Linked DNA regions of Xenopus laevis: region 1 is linked to region 2. The links are chromatin contacts, called in public Hi-C maps. All regions are on one chromosome and are shown on one strand. Each heading gives the region's core, a stretch centred on a gene start, on an enhancer-like site or on the middle of the called end of the contact. The rest is flanking DNA. Distances are from core to core; before and after follow the strand shown. Region 1 holds the start of arntl.L (aryl hydrocarbon receptor nuclear translocator like L homeolog). Region 2 has its middle 5.7 kb from the start of rassf10.L.

Region 1 (7,437 bases), core at 4,340-6,839, 91 kb before region 2:
ACAGTATCTGATAGTGAGGGAGCGGAGGCAGTGCAAAGGAATCCCCTTCTAACAGCTGCTTCCCACCAGATCTGCCTCCCAGCCGAGACCAAAAATATTCTGTCTCTGGTTTCACTGACAGCACTGCTGAACATCAACGGCTCAATGGAAGCACTGGACTCAGGCGCAAACACTCTCTCACAGCACACTCACTCAGCACACTCACTCTCTCACTCAGCACACTCACTCAGCACACTCACTCACTCAGCACTCTAACTCAGCACACTCACTCTCACTCAGCACTCTCACACAGCACACTCACACAGCACACTCACTCACATCACTCACACTCTCACAGCACACTCACTTACTCACACACATCACTCACTCTCACAACACACTCACTCTCTCTCACACAGCACTCACACTCACAGCACTCACACAGCACACTCACTTTGTTATCCGTAAGGAAGAAGACAAAGGTTCTTACCGAGCATTTCTAAGTCGCCCCTCGCTGAAGTCCAACCTGAAATACAAAAATATTCAGGATTATTAGTATCGAACTCCGATCTCTCATTGCTTTGTGCTCCCTGAATTTCACATACATTCATGGAAAGATCCACTCCCCCCACCTCCAGGTATTGGTGTACAGCTTATTGGGGTCCCAGAACATTCTGTTTAATTCTGTTGATTAAACATGTCTCTATTAAAGGGGAACTAGAGTCTAAAATAGAATACTAAACATTTTTTAAAGAAAGTATATTGACAATAGGTCTCTTTTTCATTAAAGAAAGTAATCTGATTTTATTTTTTCGCCTTTACATCCCCTTTAAGCCTTTGTCAGTACAGGAGTTCATTCTATTTCTGACCACTAGATGGGCCCATTTCATGGCAGTTGGCAGAGAATGCCTGAGCGAGACTGCTCCCCACTAACAAATACAATAGCAAATTGCCCCATAAGACCAACACACAAGGGCGTTACTCACAGTCCGTGGGGGTCGTCCTTGTCTGTATCCATCCCCTCACTGTGGTTTAGAGAAAGATAAAGCAGCATTAGTGAGACAATCCCAGCCCTACATATTGTATCAGGGGCAGTTGGGCTGCAGCAGGGGTGACTATACTGGCCCCAGGGTATCATTGATGTAGGGAACAAAGCATCAGTATATGGAAGGACTGGAGCTTCTGATTATTCTATACATGACACAGCAGCAGGCTCTAATGATAACTATAGGCTTGTTTCCTGCACTCTATAGGCCAGCGTGCAGCTCTGTATATATCTCGGGTCTGATATGGACCAGCAGCTTATGGGGAGGCAAAGGAACTGGCAGCGGGAATATTAATACTCACTCGAATGAGAAGCCATCAGTCCTGAAGGAAGGAAACAAAAGAGTGTGTGGATGAGTGGCCATACAGTATTATAGGAACAATAACAATGCAACATGGCCAAGCTTTTTAGCTGCCGGGGTCACTGACCCCCATTTGAATAGCTACTAAGATATGGAAACTAATTGAAAAATTGCCAAGAATAGGAAATGATGCTAAAAATTAACAGAAAGAGAGCCTGAGTAATAAACTGAATTAAAGTTATTGTTTACCTTTAAATTAAATAATTTTTTGATATTCTGAGACAATTTGCAATTAAGTTTTATTATTTGTGTTTTATGAGTTATTCAGCTTTTTATTCAGCAGCTCTGCAGTTTGTAATTTCAGCCATCTGGTTGCTAGGGTCCAAATTCCCCTAGCAACCATGCATTGTTTTGAATAAGAGACTGGAATATGAATAGGAGAGGCCTATAAGTAATACAAAGTAGCAATAACAATACATTTGTAGCCTTACAGAGCATTTGTTTTTTAGATGGGGTCAGTGACCCCCCATTTGAATGCTGGAAAGATCCGGAAGAAAAAGTGGAATAACTCGAAAACTATTAAAAAGAAAAAAATGAAGACAAAGTTGCTTAGAATTTGCCAATGTATAAAATACTAAAAGTTAACCTGAAAGTGAACAACCCCTTTAAGTGAGGCAGTGTCCCTTTAACATCAGTGGCAGGTCTGTGACACCACCAGCACACTGACCCAATTCTCTTAGTTCCTGAACAGAAGAGAGGATCGGGGTCACATGGGCTTATATAAGATGGAGGGAGAAGAGGGTGGAGCCTCTCGTACTCACTGATAATCCGTCAGGCTCCCTTTCCTTTTGCGGTTACAGTCGATCCCTCCCATTCCCAGGGAGCTGGATATGAGGTCAGTGGAGCCGGGGGACATGAAATCGTTCATTGTGGAGGAGATATCCATTCTTTGGTCGGCCATTGGATCATCTGCTGCAGCCAATAGGAGACAAAGTTCAGATTGATTAAAAGGACTATATGGAAACCCTTCTGATTGGGTTATAAAACCAGCCAATTAGAGAAGGGGTTGCGTTTGTCTTACACAGGGAGAATTTCATTACACTTGTGATCTTATTTCCTTAACACCATGTATGTAAGTGGATATGGGGCACCAATCAAAGGCACAGCGTTCCCGGGAAACACAAAAACAATCACAGAGTGGGGTTACTGCGCTCTACAGAGATTATACATCAGACCCTCCCCAGCGGAACTCGCAATCTAAGGGCCCTACCAGAATCACAATAGGGCCAATTAGATGAGCCAATGAACTCTCCTGTGTGTATTTGTGGAAGGAAATCACCCACTGTAATCTCCTGTAACAATTTCATATATGCTCCTCACCTGAAGGATTGTGTCTAAGAGAAGCGAAAGGGTTGCGAGTTAATGGGGCCCCCCAGGAGCCAAGGGAAGTCAGTCACCTACAGGCGCTCATGCCTCCGAGTCTGGAAAAAAAGGATTTCAGTTATTGTTCTGTTTTAATTTTAAAGACATTGCATAACCATAATAAGGAATATCTATGCTGCCATAGTTTTATGGGATCTCTCTGTACAGACTATGAGCAAACTTAGGGGCTGTTCCTGCTGAATTGTGCTTAGTACAGGGAATACCTATGCTGCCATAGTTTTATGGGATCTCTCTGTACAGACTATGAGCAAACTTAGGGGCTGTTCCTGCTGAATTGTGCTTAGTACAGGGAATACCTATGCTGCCATAGTTTTATGGGATCTCTCTGTACAGACTATGAGCAAATTTAGGGACTGTTCCTGCTGAATTGTGCTTAGTACAGGGGAATACCTATGCTGCCATAGTTTTATGGGATCTCTCTGTACAGACTATGAGCAAACTTAGGGGCTGTTCCTGCTGAATTGTGCTTAGTACAGGGAATACCTATGCTGCCATAGTTTTATGGGATCTCTCTGTACAGACTATGAGCAAACTTAGGGACTGTTCCTGCTGAATTGTGCTTAGTACAGGGAATACCTATGCTGCCATAGTTTTATGGGATCTCTCTGTACAGACTATAAGCAAACTTAGGGGCTGTTCCTGCTGAATTGTGCTTAGTACAGGGAATACCTATGCTGCCATAGTTTTATGGGATCTCTCTGTACAGACTATAAGCAAACTTAGGGACTGTTCCTGCTGAATTGTGCTTAGTACAGGGGAATACCTATGCTGCCATAGTTTTATGGGATCTCTCTGTACAGACTATGAGCAAACTTAGGGGGCTGTTCCTGCTGAATTGTGCTAAGTACAAGAGAATATCTATGCTGGTATCTCTCTATACAGGATATAAATAAATATGACAATGATCTGGAATGCCGCTGGACCACTGCCCATGAGACATGCAGGGGAGTAGAAAACGTAACATTCAGGAGAGATCCGACTGGTGCTTTGATCATAACAAACCAGTTCTGCCTGATGGTGCAATTGGCTCAACATTATTACCAGTAAACGTGTGGAAGGGCCAGTGGCTCTGGGGCAATTCCAATCATTCTGTGCCCGTAGCTATATGGGCGGGGAAATATATTATATAGAACATCAGCCTCTCATCCAGATCAATGTAACCCCTCCCATTCATTTCCAGTCTGCTCCCACCCCTGCACTATAATCCTGTCTCTGCAGTCTCTACTTCCCCTTTAGTGACCAGGAATCACTATGTCTCCCCTGTGCCTCGCACCAATTAGATGCAGCCGATCCCGCCGGCGCGGCTATATTTAGTGACAGGGACCGACGTCACTCAAATGACTAAACAATTAAATGGAAAAGGGGAGCAGCGAGAGGCACGGGGGGGGGGGGGTATTTGAATAAAAGAGACAGTTACTGTATCACATGACAAGCCTGCGGCCACGATTAGCCCAATCATGTGAGTAACGAGCATCTCACAGAGAAAATCAAGGTCAGTATAAAAAAAAATGTAGGTCAACTGAGTCAGCGCCAAGGAGCGGGACTGTATGTTCCATGGCTGTACCATTATACAACTGCCCCCGGGGCACCCCCCCCAGCCGGCTGAGGCATTGTGGGTAGATTAAAGGAGTCACTGCTCTGAGCAAAGCGTTTAACAATAACAAACGCCGAGGGAAACTAACTGTCATCTCTCCTTCAATCACATTGTATTTGTCTCCCAGAAAGGAATGAATGAAAAGACAGGAATGGGGCATGCTGGGAGGAAGCAAGGGTGGCACCATAGTTGGCATGGCTGCCTGGCATAGCCGGGACTTGGGTTTCATTCTGTAATTCTATAAATACCCCCTGGTACCCAATGTACAGCCGTCTCAGCACAGCCGCAAGCAAATAGGGCTGGAAACAGAAATGGCAAACAGAGCAGTACTTGCAGGTCGGGAGTTCAGGGTGAAAGCAAGTTTAGTAGTGAAAGCTGGAGGACAGTGGGGCAAGAGGGAGACAGCAACACTTTTTATGGGTATCGCTGGACCTTAAGCTGTTGTTGAAATACAACTCTCAGTCTCTTTGCCCAGGCCCTACCACAGCTACAGTCAGACCAGTGTCCTAGAAATATAATTTTTATGACAAAAAGTCCAAATAAATAATTACTATTATTCTAGTTTTCAAGTATTTATAAAAAAGCCAACAAAAGTAAAACATACAGGTTACATAGAAACACGAGAGCCCTGCTCTTAAGAGCTAACAATCTGATTATAACCTGCCTGTGAGCAGAGAGGGTGTATATAATGAATAAGGTATTGTAAAAATATAAGAGTATTAAAGGAGGAGTTAGATGAAAAAAATCCCTAATGAGTTCAGTGGTTTTGTTGGCGCTGCCTCTGCTAAACTTCCTCTAGGTTCCCATGACAATACAAGTGAAGTGATCCTGGACGGACTATTTCTCATGCAGGAGGGCAGGGATACGAGCTGTATGACCTGCCCAGTCCAATTACGCCCCCCCCCCGTGCCGGATCTCAGCTCTAATCTGCTGACACTTATGAGGCTTTTCCAATCGCCCCAGCAGCGCATTAAGCATTACACAACCCAGACTGGCCGTGTCCTTGGCACAGGGGGAGATTACACTGGCACTTTATAATGATTACTAACTGCCAGCCAATATCACTATTAATTAGGGGCGGAGTCACATTATCCCAATGAAGATGTTGGCTTACCTTTATATACAGGATCTCTCTGAGGAAGCGAGTAGGGAGGGAGTTGTTACTGTGCTGGATAAATCTTCCACCCTCTGCACCCGAGCACCTTATTCCCCCGTCTGAATCAACCCTGTCGGCAAAGGCAAATGAGTTCTGATCAGTGGGCAGAGGAAATCAATGGGGAGGCACAAATGTAGGTTATTGACAAAGCAAGGGGATAATTGGAATTAGGACGTACGTGTAATTACGCTGGCGTCTCCTGCGGCTGCTCGGCAGGGGGGGTTATTACCTGTCACACTATATCTTATTTTCCCAAATTAGGGTGAAAAGCATTTATTATCATTATTAAAGGGATACAGTCATGGGAAAACATGTTTTTTTTCAAAACGCATCAGTTAATAGTGCTGTTCCAGCAGAATTCTGCACTGAAATCCAATTCTCAAAAGAGCAAACAGATTTTTTTTATATTCAATTTCAAAATCTGACATGGGGCTAGACATACTGTCAGTTTCCCAGCTGCCCCCAGTCATGTGACTTGTGCCTGCACTTTAGGATGGAACTGCTTTCTGGCAGGCTGTTGTTTCTCCTACTTAATGTTACTGAATGTGTCTCAGTGGAACCTGGATTTTACTATAGAGTGCTGTTCTTAGATCTACCAGGCTTGTGTTCAGGTGGCCATACACGGAGAGATCAATCTCTCTCTGATGTGCCCACCTTGATGTGGGCAATATCGGGCTGATTCGATTGTGGGCCCTAGGGACCATATCAACGAACAGATCCAGCCGCAATCCGACGGGATTTTTAGTCCCATTCAATCGAGATCTGGCCGACTTTCGGGCAGATCTCGATCGGGGAAGCCCGTCGGGGGGCCCCATACACGGGCTGATAAGCTGCCGACTCAGTCTGTCGGCAGTTTTTATCGGCCCATGTATGGCCACCTTTAGTTATGGAGCTGCTATCTGGTTACCTTCCCATTGTTCTTTTGTAAGGCTGCTGGGGGGGAAGGGAGGGGGTGATATCACTCCAACTTGCAGTACAGCAGTAAAGAGTGACTGAAGTTTATCAGAGCACAAGTCACATGACTGGGGGCAGCTGGGAAATGGACAATATGTCTAGCCCCATGTCAGATTTCAAAATTGAACATAAAAAAATCTGTTTGCTCTTTCGAAAAATGGGTTTCAGTGCAAAATTCTGCTGGAGCAGCACTATTAACTGATGTGTTTTGAAAAAAAAAAAAAAAGTTGTAGCATTTGTATGAAGTGCAGTCCTTTTTACAGCAATAACAGTGAAATAATTGTTTAGTAAATAAATAGGGCTGGGCTGACCCAGATTGGGCACTGCCAGGGATCTCTCAGCAGGGAATCTCGTGCCCAGACACACCTTCATTAAGCCTATAAATGGGACGAGTCTGCACTCGATCCTCTTGGATTGGGAATGTTCCTGCTCTGCTGCTTACAGGGCTTCCCGAATCTCTCACTATGGTGCATTTGTACTAATCCATCCCAGAGCTTCCCATCGGATCACAGGGGATTCTGGTACCTAAACTGGAACGCAGCTGCATTTTTCTGGTTATTTACGGCACAGAATTTGGCACGGGCGGAACAGGCACGTTCTAGGCCAGGGGAACAGGGTGTGTCCCACTACTGCACATGCCACATCACCCACAGAAAACCGGTTTGGCCTCTTTCCTCCCAGAGACACAACAATGCTACCCTGCAATTAATTCTACTATATTTAACTCCTTTATAGAGCTGATTAAAATCGGCACGGGTTCAGCGCTAAGAACGGCAGAACCATATCCCTATATGACCAACTTAAAATATAAGCAATATCTGCTTCAATTCAGCAAGAGAGATGCTCTGTGCCTATTGTCTTTGCAGTTGTTCACACTGTCCCTCCCAGTACCTGTGTGATAACCTCCTCCTTATCTAAAAACTCGAGACACAGGCAGCCAAGGCAGGGAGGGGGGGCATGATTTA
Region 2 (7,545 bases), core at 3,155-5,654:
CTGGGAGTAAGCAAGCACAAACACATAATTATTGAGGGCTGAACACCCCTCGTGCTTGATGCTGAATGTTCGAGGAGATAAAGTAACAAGAGTTGAACTTGGATTACCCACAAGACTCATCTGCTGAAATTTCACTTGCTCTCTGGCTTATAAATATTTGAGGCCGATGAATAATATATAACGAGGGCTCACTGCAAAGAAAGACTGTTGTATTGAGCCCTTGTATCTGGGGGTGTGGCTAACGGCACAGGTACCCACCTTTATTCACGAAGGAGGTGCTCATAGGAAAAGTGGTTAAAAATAAATTACATTTTCACTAGTTTTAAAAGTTATTTGGAAATGTAATTGTTATTAAAAACTGTATATGTCTGTTGTCTGCACTGCCGGTTCTGACTATGCGTACAAATGTAACTGTAGTCAGCTCTCCTCTGAGCAAGACTATATTACCCACAATGCTTCTGCGTGTGTGTATTCCCTTAATCAGAGAATATGCAAGCGCTGCGGGAACTGACTGGTAGGGAGCTGACTATTAGTTACACTATTGCAATGGTACATGCAGCCAGAACCAGCAGTGCAGAGAATAGAAAAGGGACAGACAGACGCTGCTTTCAATAGTAATTGCATTTAGAAATAGCTCCTCTATTAGGGGTGGCCGGGGGGATTATTCAAACTTGTGGATCAGATTTGGGAGTCGATGAGGGTGAGGTTAGGGGTGCACAGCTACAATGAGCTAAAGGAATCCATGACCCAATATCAGGGGAGACTGAATCCAAAACCATTGCTCTGTATATGGCTTCTCTGTATGGCAGCTCCCACCCACATTTATAAATGTAAATATACAGAGAGAACCTGTGAGCTCCACATGCAGAAGTTTTTAAAGGGGCGGTTCACCTTTAAGTTAACTTTTAGTAATGTTATAGATTGGCCAATTCTAAGCAACTTTTCAATTGGTCTTCATGGTCTTCTTTTTTATAGTTTTCAAATGATTTGCCTTCTTCTTCTGACTCTTTCCAGCTTTCAAATGTGGGGTCACTGACCCCCATCTAAAAACAAGCTCTGTAAGGCTACAAATGTATTGTTATTGCTACTTTTTATTACTCCTCTTTCTATTCAGACCTCTCCTACTCTTCTTATTCAAATCAATGCATGGTTGCTAGGGTAATGGGGACCCTAGCAACCAGATGGCTTAAATTGCAAACTGGAGAGCTGCTGAATAAAAAGCTTAATAACTCAAAAACCCACAAATAATAAAAAATGACAACCAATTGAAAAATGTCTCAGAATATCATTCTTTAAATCATACTAACAGTTAATTTAAAGGTGAACAACCCCATTAATACCAATATAGCATTATTTAAATGATGCATGTGCTTTTTAAAAGCCCCTCAGCTCTGAACTGTCAGCGAGAGACAATGCGACTTCTGAATCAGGATTCATGGCAAGGTCCCTTTCATTGCCCTTGGAATCATGGGAAATTCCCATTGAATCTTTATAAGAAAGAGAGGTCCCAAAGTGGAACATTTGCGTCACGGATCCGGAGCCATAAATGTTCTCAGTGAGACTCAATATCCATGGTAACCCCCTAGATTACTGAGCATTCAGCTCTCCTGTCTTTATTTAAAGGGGGAAACCCATCCAAAAACTGTGTTTTTTGCCTATTTCGCAAACGTCCCAATATCCTGATTCTGATTGGACTGTGTAAATGTCATTGCTGCAGCAGTGTTTGTCTGTCCCTTTCCTTTCTCTGGTTCTGACTCTTGAAATAGCGTATCTGCTGTTTTATGCTACATTGTTTTACGCGTCAGAACTGCTGGTGCAGAGAGTGTGAACGGGCAGATTCAGCTTTCAAAAGCAATTACATTGACTGCTGATTAGCTTTTGGGCGGAGTTCCCCTTTAATAGAGTTCATGTCGGCGCCTAGTTTCAGGGAGATCTATTAATTGAGTATCTGATTGCAGCCCACGCCCTCGTGGAGAATCGTGCATCAAACTTCAGTTCGATATCCCGACAGCTTCCCCACCAGTTATTTACTTGGCTGGTAATCACTTTTCAGGGTTCCTTTGGAAGCCCTTCCCGTGTACCTGGGGGCAATCTTACTGAACCGACTCCCAGATGCCTCGAATATTAACCCTTAGAGTGCAGTGCTATTTATGTAAAACAACCAATTAGACAGGTAGGCTGGTCACATGCACAGGCTTAGTACCCTAAGGGGGTTCTGCCATCACAATGAATGAAACAGGCAGTGGGGTAACAACTGCCACTCACACACCTGCCAGCACCACTCCTCTTGTGCCCAGTGCTAGATGTAATGGGGGTCAATGAGAATCACTACTAAGATAGCGGGGCCCAATGCCCAAAGGCATTATTATTAGCCCACTGGTCAACTCAACCCCTTAGGTGGTGAGCACAGGCCAACATAGAGGTCCAAATAGCCCCCCACCAGTATCCACAGATTGCCTGTCTGGGTGGACAAACATGTATTTAAGTCTAGATCACATTTTAGTGATCACCGGTAGATCCAGGTCCCCCTACATCCCCCATGCACCCACACCAGCACCCATGGTATACTTGCACCTACTATGGCCCAGGTGCACCCCATTTACCGCTATTGTATTTACCCCACTGCCTCTAAAAGGGTCCAGTGGATGGTTGAGGGATTTTTTTTTATATATAGGCCCCCAAAAGCTTCCTCCCTAGGGACAGTGGTCAGCTGCCTATATATATAAATATCACCCTGGGCTGGGTATTTCACAGGTCCTTAAAGGATAAGTAAACTTTGAAAATTGATGAGGAGGCTATTCTAAGAAATGTTGTCATTTACATTCATTGTTTATTCTTTTTTAATTCCAACATATTAAGGGATACATGTGCTGTTAATAGGAATGAATTTTGTTACAACAGCGCCACCTGCTGGTCAGTTTCCCACCAGTCTGACCACCAAGTAGTCAAGGAAGTTGTCAGGAGAAAGAAAGAGGCTGCTCCAATGTTCTTCTGCTTAGGAAAGATGTGAGAAAGGTTTATAATTGTATTCCTAAGCAGTAGAACATCAGCCTCTTTCTTTCTCCTGACAACTTCCTTGACTACTTGCTGGTCAGACTGGTGGGAAACTGACCAGCAGGTGGCGCTGTTGTAACACAATTCATTCATATTAACAGTACGTGTATCCCTTAAAGGGGTGGTTCACCTTCAAACAACAAGTTGGTTTCAGATAGATCACCAGAAATAATGACTTTTTCCCAATGACTTTCTATTTTTATATGTGTGACCATTTTTCTAATATTGAAGTGTGAAGTGTCTTTTTTGACCTTCTGAAGCAGCCCTGGAAGGGGGGTCGCCGACCCTGTAAACTGTTCTAAATGGATACATTTAGTTAATACATTTCTTATCTTTGTCCCTGCTGAGCAAAATCTCTGGGTTTCATTTAGGGATGCACCGAATCCACTATTTTGGATTTGGCTGAACCCCCGAATCTTTTGTGAACGATTCGGCCGAGTACCGAACCGAATCCGAACCCTAATTGACATATGAAAATTAGCGGTGGGAAGGGAAAAAAATATTTACTTCCTTGTTTTGTGACGAAAAAGTCACGCGATATCCCTCCACACTCCTAATTTGCATATGCAAATTAGGATTCGGATTCGGTTTGGCCAGACAGAAGGATTCGGCCGAATCTGAATCCTGCTGAAAAAGGCCGAATCCTGGCCGAATCCCGAACCGAATCCTGGAAATTCATTACAGGCATTACAATTACAATTACAATTACATTACAATAGACTTGATACAATAGTTACTAATACTCCAGAGATGCTGCTTAGAAATGGATCAACTAAATGTTGTAAAATTGTAACAGTTCAGAATCTGAATTACTGAGCTGTCACTCAAACACCAGAGACACCAACATTCAACTTTACACTTAGATTTTGGAAAAACAGTGAAAAATAAATAATGGCAAGAAATTGGAAAACGTCTTTATTTGTGGGGAACAATCTAAAAACAACTGAATTTAAAAAAAGTGTTTGAAAGGTGAACAACCCCTTTAATATCTTGGAATGAAAAAAGAATAAATAATGAATGTAAATGACAAAAGCACTTAGAATAGCTCCCTTATTTATTTACTTATTTTAAAGGTTTACTTATCCTTTAAACATTCTTGTGTTTTCCTTCCTTTGTAGTTATTTTGTAGCGATTTTTTGGGCTTCTTTTGAAGAGCCTCTTGGCTAGTTCGGGGCTGGTTTCGTAGCTGAATTTGGCTGGTTTTGAAAAATAAGACCTGGCAACCCTGGTCCCCGTTCCAGTGAGAACGCGAACGCCAACCTTCCATGGGACTCGACACGTAGAACAAAAGGCGCTTGTGTGAACTCGAATGCTCCCCTCACAGATCTCATGATCTAGTCGAATCACAATGAGCCTGTAACGGATCAGATTTGTCCCCAAAGATTGAAGATTGGGTCCAATTTGGGTCTTAATAGCTCTGTTTTTTGTCATATTAAAAGCTCAGATTTCAGTCTTTGGTGTAATTTAAAGGTTATATGGGTTTGTTTGTCCTGCCCCAGCCACTAACACCAAGATCCCCCCTGGCAGCAGGGTAGGAAATGCAAATGAAGTTTCCAGATAAAGGGTAACTAATCCTTCCCTGTGTCTTGTTAGACCATTGTTCTTATCCAGAGTGTATATGTAGAATCCCTGCAATAATAGACCAAGCCAGTGGTGTATCTGCAGGGGGAGCTGGGCAGACCCCACGGCCATGGGGGAGCTCACAGACAATAGGGGCCCTTTGAAGGATAAGTAAACCTTTAAAATAAGTGAATTTAAAATTGATGAAGGGGCTATTCTAAGAAATTTTGTCATTTACATTCATTATTTTTTTTTTTTTAATTTCACATGTACTGTTACTATGAATTGTGTTACAACAGCGCCACCTGCTGGTCAGTTTCCCACCAGTCTGACCACCAAGTAGTCAAGGAAGTTGTCAGGAGAAAGAAAGAGGCTGATGTTCTTCTGCTTAGGAAAGATGTGAGAAAGGTTTATAATTTTATTCCTAAACAGAAGAACATCAGTCTCTTTCTTTTCTCTTTCTTTCTTGGCTGGTTTTTAAAATTACAAACCAGCCAAAGGCCCAAAGAATACCTTGGCTAGTTTGTACCTACAAAACCTGCCTGGGCTTTAAATTAGTTGCCCAATTTGGCTGGAAAACCGCCAACCTGGCAACCCTGATGGGGACACTTTATGGGAGCCAGATGGGTGCTGCTGGCCATGCATTCTCTCTCTCTCTCTCTCTCTCTCTCTCTCTCTCTCTCTCTCTCTCTCGTTTCTTTCTTTCTTTCTTTCTTTCTTTCTTTCTTTCTTTCTTTCTTTCTTTCTTTCTTTCTCTGTCTCTCTCGCTCTCTGTGTCTTTCTTTCTTTCTTTCTTTCTTTCTTTCTTTCTTTCTTTCTTTCTTTCTCTGTGTCTCTCTCGCACTCTGTGTCTGTCTGTCTGTCTCTCTCTCTCTCTCGTTCTTTCTTTCTTTCTCTGTGTCTCTCTCGCTCTCTGTGTCTCTCTCTCTCTCTCTCTCGTTCTTTCTTTCTTTCTCTGTGTCTCTCTCGCACTCTGTGTCTGTCTGTCTGTCTCTCTCTCTCTCTCGTTCTTTCTTTCTTTCTTTCTCTGTGTCTCTCTCGCTCTCTGTGTCTCTCTCTCTCTCTCTCTCTCTCGTTCTTTCTTTCTTTCTCTGTGTCTCTCTCGCTCTCTGTGTCTGTCTGTCTCTCTTTCTCTCTCTCTCGTTCTTTCTTTCTTTCTTTCTTTCTTTCTTTCTTTCTTTCTTTCTTTCTTTCTTTCTTTCTTTCTCTGTGTGTCTCTCGCTCTCTGTCTGTCTGTCTGTCTCTCTTTCTTTCTCTCTCTCTTTCTCTCTTCTCTCTCTCTCTACGTTTGTCCCCAAAGCTCAGAACAAAACGGGTTCTTTCAGGACCTCTCACATAACACGGCCCCCTCTCTCCGCCGGACACTGAGAAGGAAATGAGTTTTTTTGGCACAGGTTGCCTAAGTGGGTAACATAATCTGCTTTAAAGAGGCGGCAGCTACAACAATTGTGCGGGAGAAGAAAATGCCTATTAAGCCGTCGGTAGCTTTATTTGCTGCACTTGCCGAGTGATTAGTCACATCAGAGGCTCTTCAGGGGGCCACCCGGCTCATTTATTTGTTATTGTTAAAGGACAAGTAACTCCGATGGTTCCGTGCTTGTGCTTCGGATCGAAATGCATGTTTTCAGCCCAAAAAAAGCTTCTCCATGGGCTGAATTATTTGTCCCGTGTGCCATTAGCTGAATAACTTTATAGAGCCCAAGTTATCCTAAATGACCTTTAAAGGGGTGGTTCACCTTTAAGTTAACTTTAAGAATATTATGGAATGACTCATTCTAAGCAACATTTTAATTGGTCTTCATTATATATATATTCTTAGTTTTTGTTGAATTATTTGCTAATGTATTATTATTGCTAATTTTTCATCTTTCTATTCAGGCCTCTCCTATTCATATTCCAGTCTCATATTCAAATCAGTGCATGGTTGGACCGTAGCAACCAGACGGCTGAAACTGCAAACTGGAGAGCTGCTGAATAAAAAATTTATAAATATTATATTTTAAAAATATTTTTAAAAATAAAATTCACTTTTAAACGCATGAAATGTTGGCAGTGAAGCTCTAATGGGAGAAAAAAACCAGCTCTAGAAGTTAGAGGCCTGACAATGGGATTAGATTGTTTGCCCCCAAGGAGTGACAACAACATTTCCCACAAATATTTTCCATAAATTACTAAGTATATTGCACACAAGGTACATTTTAATTACTGAAGATCTCCCCTCCCCCCAGCTAAACCGCACATTGCGCAAGCCTCTATATGTTTTCTCTCTGAAATAATAGACCTTTTTTTTTTCATTACGGCTTTATTTAATTAAATTTGCCTTAAAACCAGGGTCGCCCGGGGGCAGTTGAGATCTTCGCTTGAACTTCTACTCCTGTATCTTCAGCGTTTTTAAAAATCATAGAAAATATCATGTGAAATTGGATTTGGGGGTCCTTCAATGGGCCACAAATATGGCAGTGCTTAGTAAAGAGTAGCACCTTCCTATCTGACTTTAATCTTGCTTTATGGTCATGATATTCATTCGGGATCAGGCTCATTGCAGCTTAATTTACCCTTTATCTATAAAGGGATTCTGTCATGATTTTTATGATGTAGTTTCTAAATGACACTGTTTACACTGCAAATAATTGACTGTACAATATAAAATTGAATTCCTGAACCAGCAAGTGTATTTAGTTGTAATATTGGTGTGTAGGTGCATCTCAGGTCATTTTGCCTGGTCATGTGATTTCAGAAAGAGCCAGCACTTTAGGATGGAACTGCTTTCTGGCAGCCTGTTGTTTCTCCTACTCAATGTAACTGAATGTGTCTCAGTGGGACCTGGATTTTACTATTGAGTGTTGTTCTTAGATCTACCAGGCAGCTGTTATCTTGTGTTAGGGAGCTGCTATCTGGTTACCTTCCCATTGTTCTGTTGTTTGGCTGCTG

The links. Hi-C and Micro-C count contacts between places; a contact is called where the count stands out from the background.
Region 1: a Hi-C map of the XL177 cell line shows a contact between it and region 2, with 3 times the contacts expected there. The contact joins the promoter of arntl.L here to the enhancer-like site in region 2.

What each region holds. Positions count from the first base shown.
Region 1 is chr4L:4,617,370-4,624,806 of Xenopus_laevis_v10.1, reverse strand. arntl.L (aryl hydrocarbon receptor nuclear translocator like L homeolog) reads right to left here and starts at 5,589. Exons shown (of 19, transcript NM_001095562.1): 1 at 5,477-5,589; 2 at 2,706-2,806; 3 at 2,147-2,297; 4 at 1,327-1,347; 5 at 966-1,004; 6 at 470-505. The coding sequence starts at 2,286.
Region 2 is chr4L:4,524,635-4,532,179 of Xenopus_laevis_v10.1, reverse strand. No RefSeq gene overlaps it. Among protein-coding and RNA genes, the nearest start is that of rassf10.L, 5.7 kb to the left of the region's middle. Within about 2 kb of position 4,404, at least 1 of the 7 cell types and tissues checked has an H3K27ac peak or open chromatin away from gene starts, as enhancers often do.